Regions from separate parts of the Mus musculus genome. Here region 2 is linked to region 1. The links are chromatin contacts, called in public HiChIP or PLAC-seq maps. All regions are on one chromosome and are shown on one strand. The core of a region is the stretch at or near the end of the contact, and the rest is flanking DNA. Distances in the headings are between cores, read along the strand shown. Region 1 holds the start of Tsen34 (tRNA splicing endonuclease subunit 34). Region 2 holds the start of Il11 (interleukin 11).

Region 1 (3,479 bases), core at 624-3,123:
CCAGTCCAGAGGCTTAGCTTTTACAGGCCGAGGCCTGGCAGTGGCCAGCTGGATAAGCAGGGCTGATCTGGGCAAGGGAGTCACCCCATTTGAAGGTCCTGGTTGGGGAGATGAAGAATCTAGGGATGGGGCTGGGAGCAAAAAGAATTTACTGAGTCCACAAGGTCTCCTTAGCGCCAGAAAAATCCAACTAAAATTCTCCAAAGTTTCCCTCCCTCCTGCCCCAAATTTTAACTCTAAATCCTAAAATCTCACCTGCTCCCTCCTGCTCCGCAGAAGGCTGGCCATCATCACTGGTCTCACTCCCTTGGGTAGCCTCACTTCCACCGGCTTCTTGGCCTCCTTCATCTGCCCCTGAATCCTGTTCCAGCTTCTGCTTCTTGGCAGCCTGGCCCTCTACGATCTTCTCTAGAAGCTCCTGACGCCGGGTCTCCCGGGCCTCGGCTGCCAAAGTGTTCTGATCCTGGAAACTCTGCTCTTGCTGGCGTTTGAACGATGCTAGGGCCTGAGAAGTAAACTTAACTGGAACCCCAAGACACATCCTGCAGTCCCTTAGGAAGACAGGAATTCTGACCAGTTTACAACCTTCCAACAGGCCCTCCCAGGCCTTCCCACTATCAGGGCCTTTCGTTTCTTACCAAGCCATGGTTGCGGGGGTCCGGGCGCGGGGCGCTGACTAGGGTCACCGCGCCTATCTCGGCCAGGAGCCGGGCTTCTTCAGGCAGCAGCAGAAGCGGAAGGCCCAGGCGCGAGTTCTGGCGGGGCCCGCGGGGCAGGGCGCCCACCGTGCGTCCCCCGACTCCCAGACGCTCCCGCAGCGCCTGCACGGCCTCGGCTCCCCACACCAGCGAGCGGCCATTTGCGACCTCCACCACCAGCATCTTCCTGCGGAGTGGGGGTGCGTCGCGGTCACCCAAACAGCCCCACCGACCCGACTGAAGTCTTCCACGCCCTCAGCGCAAGACCCCGCCCCTCACCCCCCAAGGGGCGGGGCTGGGGTTGCCACCTGCCCCCCCCCGCCCCCCAGCCAAGATCTACCCAGGGACCAGTTAAGACCACGCCCCTCACCCAGGTCCCACCGTTCCGCTCCCCCTCAGCTCCAGGTGACCATCTTCTCTGCCAAAGCGTACCACCATCTCTCGTCCCCTCAGAGAGACCTCCCGCCATAGTGGTGCACCGCCCTTTTTGCAAAGTGGGTGTCTTCTTATGCGTCCGTCAAATCTCAGAACCTCAATGTAGGGTGGTTTGCTCAAGCCACACCCTCTTCTAAATACTTGGAGCCCAGCCCCTCCCCTTTCGAAGTGCCCAGATTCGCCTTTCCCGCCTATTCTGAGTCGGACTTTAAAAGAAACCCAGTCCTGTCTTGCGCCAGCTGTTCGATGTTCCAGCATCCTAAATTCGGCTCAATCGGGAGTCCTGCCTACCCGAACGCAAGCGTTTCAGCCTTCGGAAGATCTCGACTCTATTCCCGAACGCATGCGGGAGATCTCGGCTCAGTAGAATCAGCCACCCCCTCTAAGTTGCAAAAGGTTCAGCATTCGACCCTAGCCAGATCCCATCGTTCTTCCAGCTGTGGCCCCGCCCACTTCCTACCCAATTTAAGGAGTTCACAATTACGATTGAATCCACAGTCGCACTCGAGGTGCAGTGTGCGTCGTGGCTCCCTTTCAATCTGTCGTACTGTCCTCAGGCAGAGGCAATAAGTCAACCCCTAGCCAACACCAACTCTCGGCTAAGGCGGAGCTGGCCCTACGTAGCGCGTCCTCCGTCATCCCGTCAGGTCAGCAAAGCGGAAAAGCCAAGAAAGCCCTCACTGCCACTCCGGTCTGCACAAATGGGACCTTGAGGGTCATTGCTCTGGCCTCGCCCCCAAATCCACCAGTCATGTCGGCCCCGCCCCTTCGCCGTTTTCCGGTCTTCTGTGGCTCCGCCTTCCTCCCTCAAGACTATTAGCTCAGCCTGTTAAGTCTACTGATTATTTCCAAAGTTAGGCCAAAACGGCTGCCCTCAATATCATTTGACCGTGACCTGAAAAAGCATTCAGCTATCTGAAGTAAGTCCAAATATGCGATCCCGCCCACACCCCGTGGTTCTTTGACTCTCGGACCCCGGCTGATTCCGACTATCTCCGAAGTAAGCCGAAGCATGCGGTCCCGCCTACTTCGTTCTGCGTTCTTGAGCCCGCCTAACACTACACAACGACTTTTGGACCCGATTATTTCCGAATCAAGCCGAAGTGTGTGGTCCCGCCTACATCCGGCCGAGTTTGTAAACGCATCTAATTCCGAGCCGTGACTTTGGAATTCGGCTATCCCCGAAGTAAGCCGAAGCTGTGGCACTCCATGCCGAGGGCTTGAATGACCGAGTGTGCCCGAAGGAATCCGAAGCTGAAAGTCTGTCTCTGAGCTCCAGGTCCCTCCTCCTCAAGTCTCAACGGGACTCGAAGATCTTGGCCCCGCCTCTCTGACCCGAAACCCCGCCCCTTCACGTACTGGCAGCTCTTTGCCCGGGGACCTCCTAGAAAGATCGCGACAGGCATCTTGCGGCAGACTGGTGTTCTGGGTACCTTTCTTGCGGTGCTGTAACTCGTACAGCCGCGGCTCTCGGGGCCTGGACCGCGCAGCCCTGCCGGCGCCCTCCAGAACGGGCAGTGCGGGGGCGTGCTGAGCTGGGGAGGCGTGGCGCGAGCCGAGGCGGCCTCGAAAAGGAGCTCCGCAGTCTTCTGGCCCACGGACGGTTCAGGTGGGCCCAGGTTGGGTTGCATGGCGGCGTCACGAAGATCGTAGGGTGGCGGGGTGCGGGGACAGCGCCCAGAGCGTGGCCGGGCTGGGTGGCGTAACCGCCTGTGGATCTGCCGAGGCAGAATCGGATACACGCTGGCCTTCGCTGCGCGGGGCTGGGCTACGAAAGGTGCTTGCAGATCGTACAGGGTCATTGCCTTCTCTCCGAGGTACGGGTTAAAGAGGAGCCCAGAGCTCAGAGCTTAGAAAACAGGATGCTAAATGCTGGGCTTCTCCGAGCTGGGCGGGAGTGGGAGTACTGGGTCCTGTAAGACGCAGAGGAAATTGGGGACCCAGAAGGGCTCCAATGTACTCAGGAGGGTGAGGATGATACAGATTCCTGGGCTCTCAGAGAAGAGGGGTGTTGTGAAGGATTGTTTTTCTGGCCGGAAGGTGTGGGTCATAAATGGAAGTAGAAGTACTTTTGATTTCAACATTGGCAAAGGGGTGGGGTGGGGGCTTAATTCTTGGGTCCTGGAAGGAGGAGTGAGCTGGAGGCCTGGGTTCTCAAAGGGGATTCTACTGTCTTCAAAAGAGGAAGGGACTGGAATACTGGTTCTCACTGTGAGTCCTTCCTCCCCCAGACCATGACACCCGAAGAATGGACATATCTAATGGTCCTTCTTATCTCCATCCCTGTTGGCTTCCTCTTTAAGAAAGCTGGTGAGTCAGGTTCCTTGTCTAGTGGAAAATTAGGGT
Region 2 (3,469 bases), core at 787-3,286, 1.1 Mb before region 1:
ACTGACGCAGCCTTGGGCCCCCCACGATGACTCAGCCGGAAACAGGCCCCCTGAGGGGCGGAGACCCAGTGGTCAGAAGCCTGGGTCCCAGCAGAAGCAGGGGCTGAGGAGGGCCCCTGGGGGGCCTCTCAAAGGGGTGGTGTGACAAACCAAGAAAGGGAGAGAAAGAGCTCTTACCTGAGGTGATGAGGTCATACCCCACCATTGGGGTGGGAGTGGGGGCTCTGACCTCACCCCCTGGGGGATCTGAGCAGTTCTTCCCCCCTAGTGGTGAAAGATGGGGAGGGGAAGCCTCTGGCTGCCAGTCAGTCCAGAGCCAGCCCTCACCCTACTCCCCCATCTCCAGCCAATGCAATGGGCCCAAAAGATGGGCATGGGTGGTCTACAAAGAGATTTTTTGCAGTTCATGTAACTGTCCTGTGTTCAGAGCTATCCCATTTCCCTCTTGAGGAGGCTTCTGGGAATATATGTGAGCTGATTTTGGTGTCGCCATCCCTTAAGGGCCTGTGAATTCTGAACCAATGGTAGTCACCTGTTGAACACGGTATGTGGGTATTGCTGCAGTCACTGAACTGGTGTGTTTGGCTCTTTCCTGGATAGACACCCCCTTCTCTGAATGCGGCTTTGTCTAAGTTTCTAGTACCCATCCACTCACCACTCATTTTGCCATCTCTCGCAGTGACTACCTGTGCCTCAGTATAGCTGATAAACTGTAACCATGAGATCAAAAACATTTCTCTAGTAGTAGTTTGTACAAGACTCCTCACTGTGGCATTTAGGGGTAGGAAGGGATGTATGTGTGTCTGGGAGTGTATGTATATGTGGGTAGATTATCTGTACTTACATGCAAGTGTACAGAGGCCAGAGGGGGACACTGGGAAGTTCTAGCACTCTCAACCTTACGCTCTTGAGAAAGGGTCTCTCACTGAACCTGGAGCTAGGCTGGAAGACAAGCCCTAGTGACCCCGCCATCTCCACCTCTCCACCCACAGGGCTGCAGTTACACATGCTCAGCTTTTTATATACGTGCTGTGGATTCAACTCAGCTCCTCATGTTTGTGCAGCAAGCACTCTTACCCCCTGGGTCATCTCCTTAGCCATAGAAGATAGTCTCAGCCCCATTTACAGAACTGGCAAGTTGGGGGGAAGGGCAGCAACACAGCCAGAGACACCTCTGTAGAAAGCCTTTATTCCTTTTTCTTTTGGTCCTCAGCTACCTCATCTAACCTGTCTCCCAGGTGACCTCATCTTTGGTATTCTTCTGCAGCCTGAGTCTTCTCTTCCCATGTCTGTGGCCCCTTTCCGCTTGGGGATCGCTGCTTCTTTTTTAAAATGGGGTTTCAAGTAGCCCAGGTTAGCTTCAGTCTCACTGTGTAGCTAAGGATGACCTTGAACTTACTTCTGAACCTCCTGCTTTCGCCTTCCCAGTGCTGAGAGTGCAGGTGTGTATGTACCATCACTCTGCCAATTGAGCCACATCCTCAGCTCCTCAGTTCCCAGTGTCTCTCCATCTCAGAGGCTAGGTATCTCTATATCCTGCTGTCCCCATCTCTGTGCATTTGTCAGCCATTCTGGGTTTAGAGGCTCCATCTCTGCCCCAGTGTTCTCTCTGTCGTCCAGATTCTCCCCCCTCACCTCCACCTCCTCAGGCCCTGGACTTGCCTCTTCTACTGCCTCACCATCTCTCAGTACTAGTCCTGGTCCATGCAGACCACCACCCACAGCCAGGCTCCATAGAGCTCTTGAGCCTTGTGTGTCTGTCCCAGCCCGTGGAGGTGGAGGGAGGGGACGCCAATGACCTCACCGGCCCCTCTCAGACCACCCCCCCTTCACTTTTCAACTTTTCCAACTTTTCCTTCCGTGCCCTCCTCCAAGCAAGGCGGTGTGAGCCCTGCTAGGCAGCCGGCTCGTCTGAATGGAAAAGGCAGGAGGGAGGGTGAGTCAGGATGTGTCAGGCCGCCCTCCCCTGCTGCCTGCCCCCCGCCCGCCCGCCCCGGCCCCCTATATAACCCCCCAGGCGTACACACTCCCTCACTGCCTGGCCCTTGCTGCTCACACTCACAAACCTCCCCTCCCCAGGCCGAGGCCCAGCTGACCCCCTGGGTCCCCCGGCAGCGGACAGGGAAGGGTTAAAGCCCCCCCCCCCGGCTCCCTGCCCCCTGCCCTGGGGAACCCCTGGCCTGTGGGGACATGAACTGTAAGTTGGTTCCAGTTCATGGGTGAGGGGACAGGGTTGGGGGGGGGGAAGGATTGAGGGAGTGGGGAGGATGCGAAGCAGAGTAGGGACAGAGGGATAGAAAAGAGGAGTCACGGGGAGTCAGATTGAGAAAGAATAGTGAGAAAAGTGGGAGTTTAAGAGAAGAGATGGACAGAGAAAGAGACAGAACAAGGCAAGGGACAGCCAGACAAGGACAGAGGGACAGATGCTGGGAGGGAGGTGATCCTTAAGGGATCGGGTATCCCAGGGAGTCAGTGGGAATCTAGGAACAGAGACAACCACGAACTCCAACAGCGCGTCTCAGGGTGGGAAACTGAGGCAGAGAATCCCAGATGACAGCAAGCCCCAGAGGACGAGAAACAGGCAGGGGAGGCAGACGAAAGAGAGGTGCGGACAGAGAGCTTAAAGAGCCAGACAGATGCGCACCGGCTAGGGGACGGGTGCACCGACAGACGGCCCAGGAGGGGCTTGCGAAGGACTAGGCATAGCTAGAGGGGACCAGGGGGCGGGCTGGGGGTGTGATACTTGAGCTTGGTGGCCCGGGGGGCTCTGATTGGCTGGCTGTCTCAGAGGTGGGCGGGGCAGCTGGGGGATGGGCAGCCGGCAAAGGAGCTGTCCCTAGCCCCTGAGCCCCGAACGCGGCCCGACGGGTCTTCAGCTGCGTGCGTCCCTGAGCGCCTCTCAGACCAGGTGCGCCCAGGTCCTCCCCGACCCAACGGCCCAGCCCTCTGCAGCCACCTTTGAGGGCATATGGGAATGGGTCCAGGCACCTTCCTGGAGAGGAATCCGTGTGTTCGGGTGTCAGCTCCAGTCTCTGACTCCTACCACTGTTCCCAGGCCGGCTAGGGCTCCCGGGGCAGGGGAGGGGGGCAGGTTCTGGCCTGTACCTCCCCCCCCCCCGTCATGCCCCGCCCCGGGGCCCAGATTCCGGCGTCCGGGGGCGGACGGGAGACGCCCGGCCCGTCTACCCGCCCCGGGCCGCGTCTGCTCCGACGGGCGGGGCAGCCAGAGCCAGGGAGGGAGAGGGAAGCCCGCCCGGGCTCGGGCTTTGCGACCTGCCCCGGGGCGCCCCACCCTGAGACTCAAGACCTCCAGGTCCTCCTCCCTCAGATCCAGGCGTTCAGACTCCAGCCCTCCTCCCTCAGACCCAGGAGCCCAAACCTCAGCTCTTCTCCCTAGAACCTGGAGTCCAGAGTCTAGCCCTTATTCTGCAGATCCAGGGTCCCGAGGCCCAGCCTGCCCTCCCTCAGA

What was found. HiChIP or PLAC-seq counts read pairs in DNA pulled down with a chosen protein or histone mark.
Region 2: an H3K4me3 HiChIP or PLAC-seq map of stem cell-derived neural progenitor cells shows a contact between it and region 1, with 4 times the contacts expected there. The contact joins the promoter of Il11 here to the promoter of Tsen34 in region 1. A contact is called at or near these places in 3 of 39 promoter capture datasets (embryonic stem cells, liver and second pharyngeal arch cranial neural crest), 1 of 484 Hi-C or Micro-C datasets (embryonic stem cells), 5 of 115 datasets of contacts at active chromatin or transcription factors (embryonic stem cells, fetal liver, pancreatic cancer cells and 2 more) and 1 of 9 other capture datasets (embryonic stem cells).

The regions. Positions count from the first base shown.
Region 1 is chr7:3,692,004-3,695,482 of GRCm38.p6, reverse strand. It overlaps Tsen34 (tRNA splicing endonuclease subunit 34), which reads right to left and starts at 1,873. Exons shown (of 5, transcript NM_001164204.1): 1 at 1,594-1,873; 2 at 639-885; 3 at 256-505; 4 at 1-131. The coding sequence starts at 881. Mboat7 (membrane bound O-acyltransferase domain containing 7) reads left to right here and starts at 2,497. Exons shown (of 8, transcript NM_029934.4): 1 at 2,497-2,742; 2 at 3,365-3,443. The coding sequence starts at 3,368.
Region 2 is chr7:4,776,708-4,780,176 of GRCm38.p6, reverse strand. It overlaps Il11 (interleukin 11), which reads left to right and starts at 2,036. Exons shown (of 5, transcript NM_008350.4): 1 at 2,036-2,197. The coding sequence starts at 2,191.